Linked DNA regions of Hordeum vulgare: region 1 is linked to region 2. Evidence: chromatin contacts called from public Hi-C data. All regions are on one chromosome and are shown on one strand. Each heading gives the region's core, a stretch centred on a gene start, on an enhancer-like site or on the middle of the called end of the contact. The rest is flanking DNA. Distances are from core to core; before and after follow the strand shown. Region 1 holds the start of LOC123449105 (protein DENND6B). Region 2 holds the start of LOC123450652 (dynamin-related protein 4C-like).

Region 1 (5,621 bases), core at 1,761-4,260, 470 kb after region 2:
AGAGTAATCAAGCTCTAAGAATGTCAACAATGGAGGTAGAACAAGAGCTCAACGGATGGATAAAACCAAGGGAGAAGAAGACCCCCTTTATATAGTGGGGGAAGGAATCAGACCGTTACCCCCCACTCTCTGCCCGAGTTCCAGCGGTACTACCGCTGGCTGCAGCGGTACTACCGCTGGCACTCCAGTGGTACTACCGCTGGCACGTTGTCAAACCGATGCAACTAATGCAATCTATCCTAACTCAAACCGATGCAACTAATGCACTCCAGTGGTACTACCGCTGGGCCCCTGGTAGTGCAAAGGCACTACCACCGCCAAGAAAGTCTTCGCAAAAAGGTCCGTCCAAGAACAACCGCTAGGCAGGCGGTACTAAGCTCCTGGAGCGGTACTACCGCTGACCAGGGGCGGTACTACCGCCAGCCAGAGGTACTACCGCCAGCCAGCGGTACTACCGCTAGGGCCAGCGGTACTACCGCCAACTCTAGCGGTACTACCGCTAGGTCCAGCGGTACTACCGCTCGCCACTGAAACAACCATAACTTTCGCATACGAGCTCCGAATCGAGCAAACCCAAGCTTGTTGGATTCATGATGACAAGGGCTATCCAAACAGCGACCATGAATATGCCAAATATATAGAGATGTGAGATCTCTATGAATGAAGAACCGGCAAAAACTCCAACATCGAAAACATCATAGTAGATGCATATGGACTCCGTTTTCGATGAACTCGAGCTTGTCACGAAGATGGCACGGTAGTACCACTTCTCACTTCCACGATACGATCAAGCTACTCACTTGAGAGCCCCCCTTGATAGTATAGCAATCTATCCTAACCAGAAAACCTATCAAGGGCAAACCTATACCTTGCACCTCGTCCTCTTGAGCTAGATGATGATGATCTTGGCTTCCTCAAGATGGACCACCTTTCTTGATTACGTTGGCTTGATGAAGACTAGTTGATTGCTACCCCATACTCACTATGGGTGAGCCACTCTTCAGCATATCTTCACAAGTCCATTGCCACCACAATGGACAGCAAGCTTCAAGTATGATATCTTCGTGCTGATCCACTTGAACTTGCACATCGCAATCTTGATGACGATCACAACTTGACGTCATACTTCATGGGTTGTATGAGATCTTCTCTTTGACGCAAGCCCATGGAAACACACCTAACTCCCGCATAGAACTCTCACGAAGACCATGGGTTAGTACACAAACACGTAATGGACAATGCTTACCATACCATGGGATCACTTGATCCCTCTCGGTACATCTTGTACGCTTTGTGTGTTGATCATCTTGATTTACTCTTTGTCTGAGATTTTGATCAACCATGTGTCTCTATGACCTTTCTTTGGATAATACCTTGAATACCATCTTGGTCATCGGCGTCATACTTCATGGGTTGTATGAGATCTTCCCTTTGACGCAAGCCCATGGAAACACACCTAACCCCCACATAGAACTCTCACGAAGACCATGGGTTAGTACACAAATACGTAATGGACAATGCTTACCATACCATGGGATCACTTGATCCCTCTCGGTACATCTTGTACGCTTTGTGTGTTGATCATCTTGATTTACTCTTTGTCTGAGATCTTGATCAACCATGTGTCTCTATGACCATTCTTTGGATAATACCTTGAATACCATCTTGGTCATCATATAAACTCCTTGAACCCAACAGATGGACTTCAAGAAGTGTCTATGGACAAATCCTATAAATGTAACTTAAGGCAACCATTAGTCCATAGGAATTGTCATCAATTACCAAAACCACATATGGAGATATATGCTCTAACACCTGTCCCGGGGTCCTATAAGCTCAACTTGGATGCGACATTTCATGATGATGGTACGGGTGTTGTGGGAGTAGTCCTCCGTAACTTTCCGGGGAAGCTGTCGCACGCGCGGTTAAACCATTTGAACATGTATTGTATGCAAATAGTGGTGGAGTCACTAGCCATGCTTAAAGGAATTGATCTTGTGGAAAGGCTAGGATGCTCAGGTATTATTATGGAGTCTGACTGTTTGGAGTTGATCAGTGCATGCATTGGTAACACTGAAATTTTTGCCCCCTCTTCTACTACATTGACGAAAATCTTCGCGAGAGCAACACACGTTGATGGTATCTCCTTCCAACACTGCAAGAAGGATGCAAATTTGGTAGCACACTCTTTAGCAAAACATTCTTTTGAGTCAAAGTCAGTTGTTTTCTTGAAAAATGATTCCTCTAGCTCTATACTTCCTTTTGAAATTCATAATGTAACACTGTCGGCTTCGAAATAAGGTGTGTCGAATAGGTATTTTCCTCAATAAAGAAGTGGTTGGTTGCTCTGACAAGGGGTCATCGACATCTCCGATGGTGACGAGTAGGATTAAGATAATTTTGTTCTTAAATGCAGCTCATTTTATCTACATACTCCCTCCGTTTTTAAATATAAGTCTTTTTAAATATTTCACTAGAGACCACGTACGGAGCAAAAGAAATGAATTTATGTTCTAAAGTATGTCTATATACATCTGTATGTAGTCCGCTAGTGAAACCTTTTAAAAGACTTATATTTAAAAACAGAGCGAGTATATATCATGAACCAAGTACTCCCTTCGTTCCTAAATATAAGTCTTTAAAGAGGTTTCATTAATGGACTACATACGGATGTATATAGACATACTTTAGAGTGTGGATTCACTTATTTTGCTCCGTATGTAGACTCCTAGTGAAATATCTTAAAAGACTTATATTTAGGAACGGAGGGAGTATATTATTACAAACGTTGCATTGCATGCAGTTGTATGAAAAATCAGCGTTTGAAAATTGGAGGTGCCAATGAGAACCAAACCGAGCCCGGCAAAGGTACCAACCGGAGACGAACCGTGTAACCGTTCACCACCCGCAAACGGCAGTACGGCACACTGGCAAGCAACAAACACATAACAGAAGCGCACGTCTGCGCCGCAAAGGAACCCCAATCCGAACTCACCCACAGCCCCGCGAGCGACAGGCAGATCCCAGACGGAGATCACGACCCGTCCGATCCGCCCGCGACCTTTCCCCCCTCCATTCCCCCCGCCCCGCCCGTCGGCGGCTGTCTGCGCCGCCGCCCGCCGCGGCGTCGCTTCCCGAGTCAAACAAGCCCCCCCGCCGATTCGGCCGCGCGGTTCCAATCCCCCACTGGCGTCTCCCGAATAGCCAAAATCGTCGCGCCCCCGACGGCCGCGGGGATGAACCGGATCCCGTCCGTCTCGCTGCGGGGCGACGCGGCCGAGGCGGGCGCGGCGCCGGCGCCCGACCCCGCCGCGCTGGCGCGGTGGGCGCGGGCGTTCTGCATCATCCGCTTCGACCTGGAGCGCGGGCAGCTGGTCGAGGCCTGCTTCCCGCCGGACGCGCTCGCCCACGGCGGCCTCGACCGCCTCGTCGCCTTCTCCTCCTTCCCGGACTCCATGTCCCACCACCTCCCGCGCCACCGCTCCTCCGTCCACGACTCGCTCTTCTCCTTCCGTCTCCCGGACCCCTCCCCTCCCGCGGCGGGCTCCCGCCGCGGCTTCCTCTACGGCTTCGTGTTCAACCGCCAGCGCCAGGATGAGCGCCTCCCGCGCGGCGGCGAGCAGAAGTCCGTTGTCATACTCTCACACGCGCCCTACTCTTCCCTCTTCCGCCTGCTGCTGCAGATCCTTGGCCCCCTCTGCTTCGACATAGGCCACACTGCGCTGACAATGGTGGCCTCGCACGTTGCCGCCTGGCCAGCCCCATCACCGGGGTGCCCCATGGAGCTCCCCATTGGCAGCGCCGCGCTGCGGGTGCACCTTCCGCCCGCTGCCGACGACCCTGGGCCGCCGCCTGCGCTGTTGCCGGCGAACCCCTCGGTGCCGTATGGGCTCTTCCACGATGCTGACCTGTTTGCTGCGTTTCGTGGCTTGCTCCTCCACCTGTGGACTCTTTGGGAACTCATGGTTGTTGGTGAACCCATACTGGTTGTGGCGCCATCACCACCTCAATGCTCCGAGGCTGTGGCTGGGCTTGTTAGCCTTGTTGCTCCAATCTTGTATAGTGTGGACTTCAGGCCGTACTTTACTATTCATGATCCGGACTTTGCTCGCCTGAATGCGCTTGCAGAAGGTGAGGTGTTCCCGCCGATGGTGCTCGGGGTGACGAACTTGTTTTTCCTGAGGAGTCTTAAGAGTGTTCCAAATGTGGTGTCCGTGGGAAGCCCGAATCCAAATTCTACTAGGGTGCTCCCAGCAGGTGGGCAATCACCGGCATCAGCAAATGGATCCAATGGGACACCTGTGAGGCTCAAACTCGACAAGCTTGCAATCAATAAGTTTTCGCCCACTGGTCTATTGAATTCAATCAAGTTGAGAAGAGAAGGCCCTCTTTCCCTCATGACAGAGCATAAAGAGGCGCTATGGAGCACATATGTGCCAACTACAAAGCCTGACACCTCTGTTCTAAATAGACTCATTGATGCCGGCGTGTCACCTAGAATTGAGGAGTCCATGTCAGTTGTCAATAATGAGATATTGAGGCGGCATTTCTTGGAGCTAACGACCAACTTCCTTGCACCTTTTGGGCCATATCTGAGAACCACGACACCACCGGAAGGGAGTTCTCCATTCGTTGATCCACCACTACTTCCACCATTTCACGCAGATGAGTTTGTCAATGGTTTGGCTTCTAGAGGCCCAGGGAAATTTTTGTCGAAAAGGATGAAGTCCAATTGGTTGGATTTATATAGGTAAGCCAGAACCACATTTGTTTGGCAAAACATTTTATGAATTTTTAGTTTGAATTACTTCGCAAAACAGGGATTCGCAAGCTAACTTTTTCTTTTTTGTTTCACCACTGATCTTTGTCAGAAAATTCTTGGAAGGCCCTAACTTCATGCCTTGGTTCCGACAAAGACGTTCTGCTGCAGAGCAAGATCAGCTAAGGTTATGGAGGCAAGCTCGCATGAATGTTGATATCGAGAAGTTAATGTCAAAGATGTCCGAGTTGGAGAGGATTGATTCTTTTAATGTTATTGAGCGGTATCTTCTCAAAGAGATGGAGGTAATATATGTTCTGATGCTTTCTTAAGTTAACTGCCACTTGCATAAATAAATAAATCCTTAATAGTTATGGAGATTTAAGTAAGAAATCCTTAATAGTAGTCGTTTTCTGTTAGGACAAACTACGAAGATAAGCTCACGAACAGCTCATATAAACTAAGACTAATCGTTCTAAGTCATAAGCCTTTTCTTCTGACAAGGACTGCCTACACCTGCTATAGGCTTTAGGCCAGCACGAACCAAGCAGGATGAATGTCTCAGTTTGACGGGCACATAAAGGAAGTTAAGGGAAATATGATTGCCATTTTGGAGATGACACTTTAGGAAGTTATCATAAGATCTTTAAAGTAGTTCTTAGTTGCAAGAAGAGTTCTATCCGTGTAGGACACTAGCGGCCTGCCAGGTCACCACGATAGAGATCGAAAAGAGAGTTTGAGTTTGTTTAGTTAAGATTTTGAGTTTGTTAGTCAATGCATGTGTCTCCAGTTAAGCTAATTCCAGTTTGGTTAGTCATGGATCTATTACTGGTCAAGGCTGTGCTATACAAGCAAGCTGATG
Region 2 (5,954 bases), core at 2,039-4,538:
CCATCCCAGCGAACATGGTTTGTGGAAGGGTCTCCTGGACACGACGCACACTGGGTGTTGCCACAAAAGATTCAGACCGGCGTGGCGCTGTTGTGGCGGGGTCATGGGGCAGGGCCGCCACGCGGTGGATGACGTCGTCCAGACTGCGCGCGCGTTCAATGGAGCACTGCACCCCCTCCCCCCTCGATCTCAGCTCACAACTGCGTAGCTAGGAGGGAGGGTTCAGAGGCGCATTGTGGAAAGTTGGGCCGTGATGGGTGCCTCGCACACGCTGTTCTGATGCGCGTCGTGACGCGTCGGAGGCTGCATGGGGAAGCATGGTGGGTGGCTAGCTGAAAGCGGGAGGGGTGAGCAGTGAGGAGAAAGTGAGACTGAGAGTGTTCACGGTTGTAGGATTGCTTTTTATCCCGCAACTTTATAATTTTTGTTTCTATATTGGTGTATATTTTAGCATAAGAACGGAGGTATTTACACGATCTATCAGGGCTATCAAATTTCTTGGCTAGATTAAGAAAATGTTATTTTGCATATTCTAGATGTATGTCTATCTAGCCTTTTATTTTGCATGTTAAATATGAATATATGATACTATGTCCCGCAAAGGTTGTTAGGGCTATGGGAGGACGACGATGAGAAAGGGTAGATCAAGCGTTCAATGATGGTAGTGAGACAACTAGCGAGGTTGAGTCAACGGCGGAGATCAATAATGAAGATAAACGACATGAGTTTGTTGTTCCGTAGCAACGCACGGGCACTAAACTAGTAACACTAAAAGCATGAAAGACCTGACAGCACGATTCCATAACAGAACATAAGGTAGGAATTAAGGTTCATATAACATGTAACAAGATAACTAGAACCATAGCATTGTTCACACAGAACCGCACGGCACCGCACCATCCAAAACACCAGGCATAATCCCCAACAGCAAATCATCACATGCCCCAGCTCAGACGATTTCACCTGAAGCGCAGATCCTGTCCATGATGCTCCCCACGACCTCCTTGGACTGGCGCAGCAGCACGATGCTCTTCTTGAGGCGCTCGCGCTTGGTGCCGCTGCTCGGCGACGGCGTGAGCATCCGCTCCATCCCGGCCATCTTGTTGCGCAGCAGCTCGTTGGCGAGCTCCTCCTCCAGATCGTTCTCCACGAGCCGCTTGACGCCGAGGAGGATGTGCAGGGCCAGGCCGTCGATGAGCCGGAGCATGATGCTCTTCCAGTACGCCGTCAGGCGCGCCCTCAGGTCGAACGCCTGCCTCGCCAGGTCGGCGTGCGCCCTCATGTGGGACACGTCCACCTCTCCGAAAACCTCCAGGGTGACCCGTGCTGACTTGGACTTGTCCTCCACGGCCTTCATGAACCTGTCGTGGCACTGCATGATCTCCGACCATGTCTTCATGTAGTCTGGGTTGGCCGTGTAGTCGGCCACCTTCTCCATCTCGATCAGCTCCTTGACGTGCTGGGCGGAGCGCGCCCGTGCCTTCTCGAACATGCCCTGGACTGCGCGGCGACAGGCCGCCTGTACCTGCGGGAAGTTCTCTGAATGCTGCATCAGCACCTTGACCACGATGTCCTCCACGTAATTCCAGACCTCGTTCACAAGGTCGTGCGGCACCTGACGAAAACAAACAAGAATATTTCTTTCTGAGTTGCCTTTCAAAAAAATGAGCCGCAGGTAAAAGAACAAGATTCGGTAATATGAAGGCCATTTACTACCTGCATGACTGTGTCCACCTTCTTCTTGAGCAAGACAAGGAATGCCGATCTTGGCAGAAAGTTGGGGAGGTTGATGCCCTTGGTCTCCTCCAGCACTAGCATCTCCTCCATCAGAAACAGCTGGTCACTGCCCCTTGGGATCTGTGCAGGCAGTTTCTTGGCATACTTGTCGAACATCTCAGCAATACGGGCAGTGGCATGGAAATGGATGTCGTCAGGGTACTCGTCAAACTCACTCCTCACAAGGATCTTCTCCAGTGATGCGCACACCAGCTTCACGATGTGGAAGAAGGCCCTCACAGCGTCAGCAACGTTGCTGAGATCTGGCGGCATCTGGTCGAGCTCCGTGCTGCTGCGACTGAGGCGGTCGTTGATCTGCCTGACAATGTCCGGCAGGCACTTGGCGATGATAGTCGCCTGAATCTGGACCAGCCGTTGCGCGAGCACGGGAATGCCCACCATGTCCTTGTCAATCTTTGACAGCAGCGAGTGATGCTTGAACAGGCGCTCCTCCTCGACTCGCGCCTGGTCGTACGTCTCCTCGCCGATGCGGTTGCGGACGCAGACGTACCCGAGACCAATGTTGACGTCGTCCATGGTAACCTTCTCAAGCAGGCCCTCCGGTGCCTTGTCGACCTTGGTGACCACCGCGAGCGTCCGCTCCCCGGTGCGGTCCACCTGCTGGGACATGCGGATGGACTCGCACGTCGGGAAGTCGACCGTGGCGGAGAGCACGTTCAGGATGATGCTCTCCTTGGGCGAAATGTACTCTCTTATGATCCTGGCGATCTGGTCGTAGATGTCGTCGGGCTGGCCATGGACCGGCACGCGCGTGATGCCGGGGAGGTCGACGAGGGTGAGGTCGGGCACGCCCCGCTTGCGCACGATGAGGGTGATGGGCGCGTCGGAGATCCCCTTGCCGGACCCGGCTATCTCAGCCGTGGCGGCGTTGATGGCGTCCGCGACGTTGGCCTCCGTGGTGGTCACCACGCGGCCGTTGCTGTACTCGAGCTGAAGCACCGGCGCGTCGGCGGAGGGGTCGTCCTGGAGCCGCATGACGAGCGGCACGCGGGTGCAGATACCCTGGCCGCGAGGGAGGCTGATGCCGGCGAGAGACTCCAGCACGCTCGACTTGCCGCTGGATTGGTCGCCCACGACCACGATCGTCGGGAGCTGGATGCCCTCCTGCGTCACCTTAAGGTGGCGCAGGCGGTCGACGGCGTCGAGGAGCGGGCGTATCTGGTCATTGTACGAGGCAGCGATGGCGCTCCCGGTAACGGCGCTGGCCGCGGCGGTGGCCGTTGGGTCGCTGAGCACCATCTGGAGGTTGGACATGCCTGAAGCGAGTGCTGGGTGGCTGCGAGCTTGGCTGGAGGAGTGTGCTGCTTGTACATGGAGGCGGGTCGATTTATATGGTGGGGAAGGTTTGGGCGGGGAGATGAAGCGGAAGCGGCTGGGGCGTGGGGAGTTGTAGCGTCGGGGCGCTGCCGCATGGAAGCTCGCATTCACCCCCCGGGCCGTTCCGACTTCTCAGTTTATCCCTTTCTTCATTTTCTAGAGTGGAGTTCATCATTTTCTGGTCTCACCGACGGGAGGTCCTATACGGTGCATTCAGCGCTGGTCGCTGAGGTCCTTCAAAAACTGACAAAAAGTTCATAAAATTTTAAAAAAAAGTTCAGATTTGAAAAAAAGTTCAATGATTTTTGAAACATGTTTACGTATTTTCAAAAAGTTCACAGTATTGGAAAAAAATCATTGATTTTCAAAAAAAGATCATCGATTTTCAAAAAAAATTCATCAATTTTTAAAAACAGTTCAGTGATTTTGAAAAAAGTTCATGAAATTTTAAATTATGTTCACTGATTTTTAGAAAAGTTCATCAATTTCAAAAAAAAGATCATCAATTTTTGAAAAAGTTCACCGATTTCCACAAAAGTTGATTAATTTGGAAAAAAGTTCACGGGCTAATACTCAGGTAGGATTTTTAAATGGGTCGGCCCATGGCAGAGCGCTGCAGGCGCTGGTTAGCAAAATTTGCCTGTAACCGACGCCTATGGCGCTAAATAGGTTTTCCCCTCACCGACAACCCCTCGAGTTCCGATCTTTGATGGCCAGGTTACAGGGCCGAATCAAGCTATGAAGCTGACGCCCCATCACATATGGGCTAGCTTAGCGAAGACCATGGGTGTGTTTGGACTGTAGTCGATTCATCCTATCAATTTATTTTTCTTCAAAAAACGGGGCACCACTCCGGCCCCATTTCTATATCGATACTTAATAATAATAAAGGCGATATTGCTTCCCACGGTACATCATGGAAATTGCCCATAAAATTATAAAATAATAACCACCAATGACACCTTTAGATGACAAAAAAATGTTTCATACGGAAGAATTCCCAGCCTCAGCTGGCCCATGCAGTAGGGACCTTCTATATTTTGCTCTGCAAGCTGCGAGTAGACGCATTACACACGTTTCGACTGGCCTATGTCGAGGCGGCCTATTTTATAAATTGTGTTTTTAATCTTTTTTTCTACTATAAATTATCGGAGACTCCAAAAAAGTATCTAAATTAAAAAATGAGAATTTTGAGAGAAAATGTCTAATACATCATAAAATGTTTGTGGTTTCAAAAACTGTTTGCGATTTTGTGAAAAAAAATGTTTGCTTATATATAAAACATTATAAATATTTTAAAAACACATGTTAGGGTAATATAAAAATATTCATGATTTTTTAGAAGTTCGTGTGTTAAAAAATATTAATGAAATTGAAAAAAATCACCAATTCGAAACAAATCATGAAAGAGAAAATATTCTGAAAATTGAAAAACTGATCATGCCTTATAAAATAGTTTATTTATTTTGAAATACAGTATTTAATAAGTCATAAAATGTTTATGGATTTCAAAAATGTTTGTGAATTTGTAAAAAACATTTTCTTATTCATAAAATGTTCAAAATATTGAAACCGAATTTTCTGGAAATAATAAATTGTTCATGATTTTTGTAAGTTTGTGTGTTAAAATATGTTAATGAAATTGAACAAAATTTTGAAAATTAGCAAAATGTTAATGAAAGTAAAGTTATCCCAAAAATTCAAAAACTGTTCGTGACTTACAAAATAGTGTACTCATTCAAAAATGTTCACAGATTCAAAAAAATAATCATGCATTTGAAAAAAGTTTGTTAAATTAAAACATGTCCATTAAATAAAAAACTCCCCTGAATTTCAGAATTTGTTCCATCAATTTAAAAAATGTTCAGCGATTAGTTAAATGTTCATCGATTAATGAAATGTTTACTGATTCAAGAAAATTGTCTAAATAATGTTTGCAAATAATATAAAATGTTCATGAATTTAAAAAATATTCTTGAATTTATAAAATGTTTGAAAATTTGTATAAGTGTCCATGATTTCAAATATGTGCACGAATTTAGAAAAAATGTTCATGATTTCATGAAATTGAGAGTGATAGTGTATATCCGTGGTACAACAAAACGTGCTCATGGCCATTCGAGATTATGATTTTTTTTCGTTGCAACGTACGACCTTTTTGCTAGTTATATAAATGAAATTTAAACCAAGTCACAACATCAGGTTAAGGCTGGTCATAGTGAGAATAACATAAGTAGTAACATAGCTCCCACATAAGCAAAAGTAGTGATGTGGCAACTAGTTAATGAAAGGAGATGCAAATAAAGTAACATAATATGCTACCATAACGTAACGCTTCCCAATGCAAATTGACTCTACAAAGCAATAAATGAAGACATCTATGTTACCACATCTATAATACTACACAATCCGGAGGTAATAACATATATGTATATTATTAGTCTAAGTTACTCTCCACTATCACTAGCCTAAATTACTTAAAATGGGCACAAACACCAACACCGAGAAAGGCAAAAGAAAAATAACTCCAAGGACATGCCAACTCGCGCCCTAACCATTACACAAAACCTCTAAAGAGGGGTAAAGGGGAGGGTGAGACCCACACCGCTAACGCTAACGGGGGAGATATGAACACACACGCACCAAACTTCGTCCCCACCCAACCCAACCGTAGTACATTTCACGAGAGAGAAACTTGAGAAGGGTGAAGTCTTCATATTCAGCCTAAATCTGGCCAGAGTAGCATTGGAGACATTCTTGCAAGCTCCGAGGCCGCCTTGGAAGCCTCCACCAGCTTTGCTTGATCTGCTCCAATGCATAGCACCTTCCAAAGATCGCAC

What was found. A called contact is a pair of places that touch in the nucleus more often than the background predicts.
Region 1: a contact with region 2 is called in a Hi-C map of leaf, with 6 times the contacts expected there. The contact joins the promoter of LOC123449105 here to the promoter of LOC123450652 in region 2. A contact is called at or near these places in 2 of 6 Hi-C or Micro-C datasets (leaf and seedling) and 1 of 1 datasets of contacts at active chromatin or transcription factors (embryo).

The regions. Positions count from the first base shown.
Region 1 is chr4H:492,594,936-492,600,556 of MorexV3_pseudomolecules_assembly, forward strand. It overlaps LOC123449105 (protein DENND6B), which reads left to right and starts at 3,011. Exons shown (of 3, transcript XM_045126193.1): 1 at 3,011-4,750; 2 at 4,872-5,064. The coding sequence starts at 3,237.
Region 2 is chr4H:492,122,247-492,128,200 of MorexV3_pseudomolecules_assembly, forward strand. LOC123450652 (dynamin-related protein 4C-like) reads right to left here and starts at 3,289. Exons shown (of 4, transcript XM_045127796.1): 1 at 3,129-3,289; 2 at 1,883-3,127; 3 at 1,686-1,765; 4 at 798-1,653. The coding sequence starts at 3,289. The coding sequence ends at 950.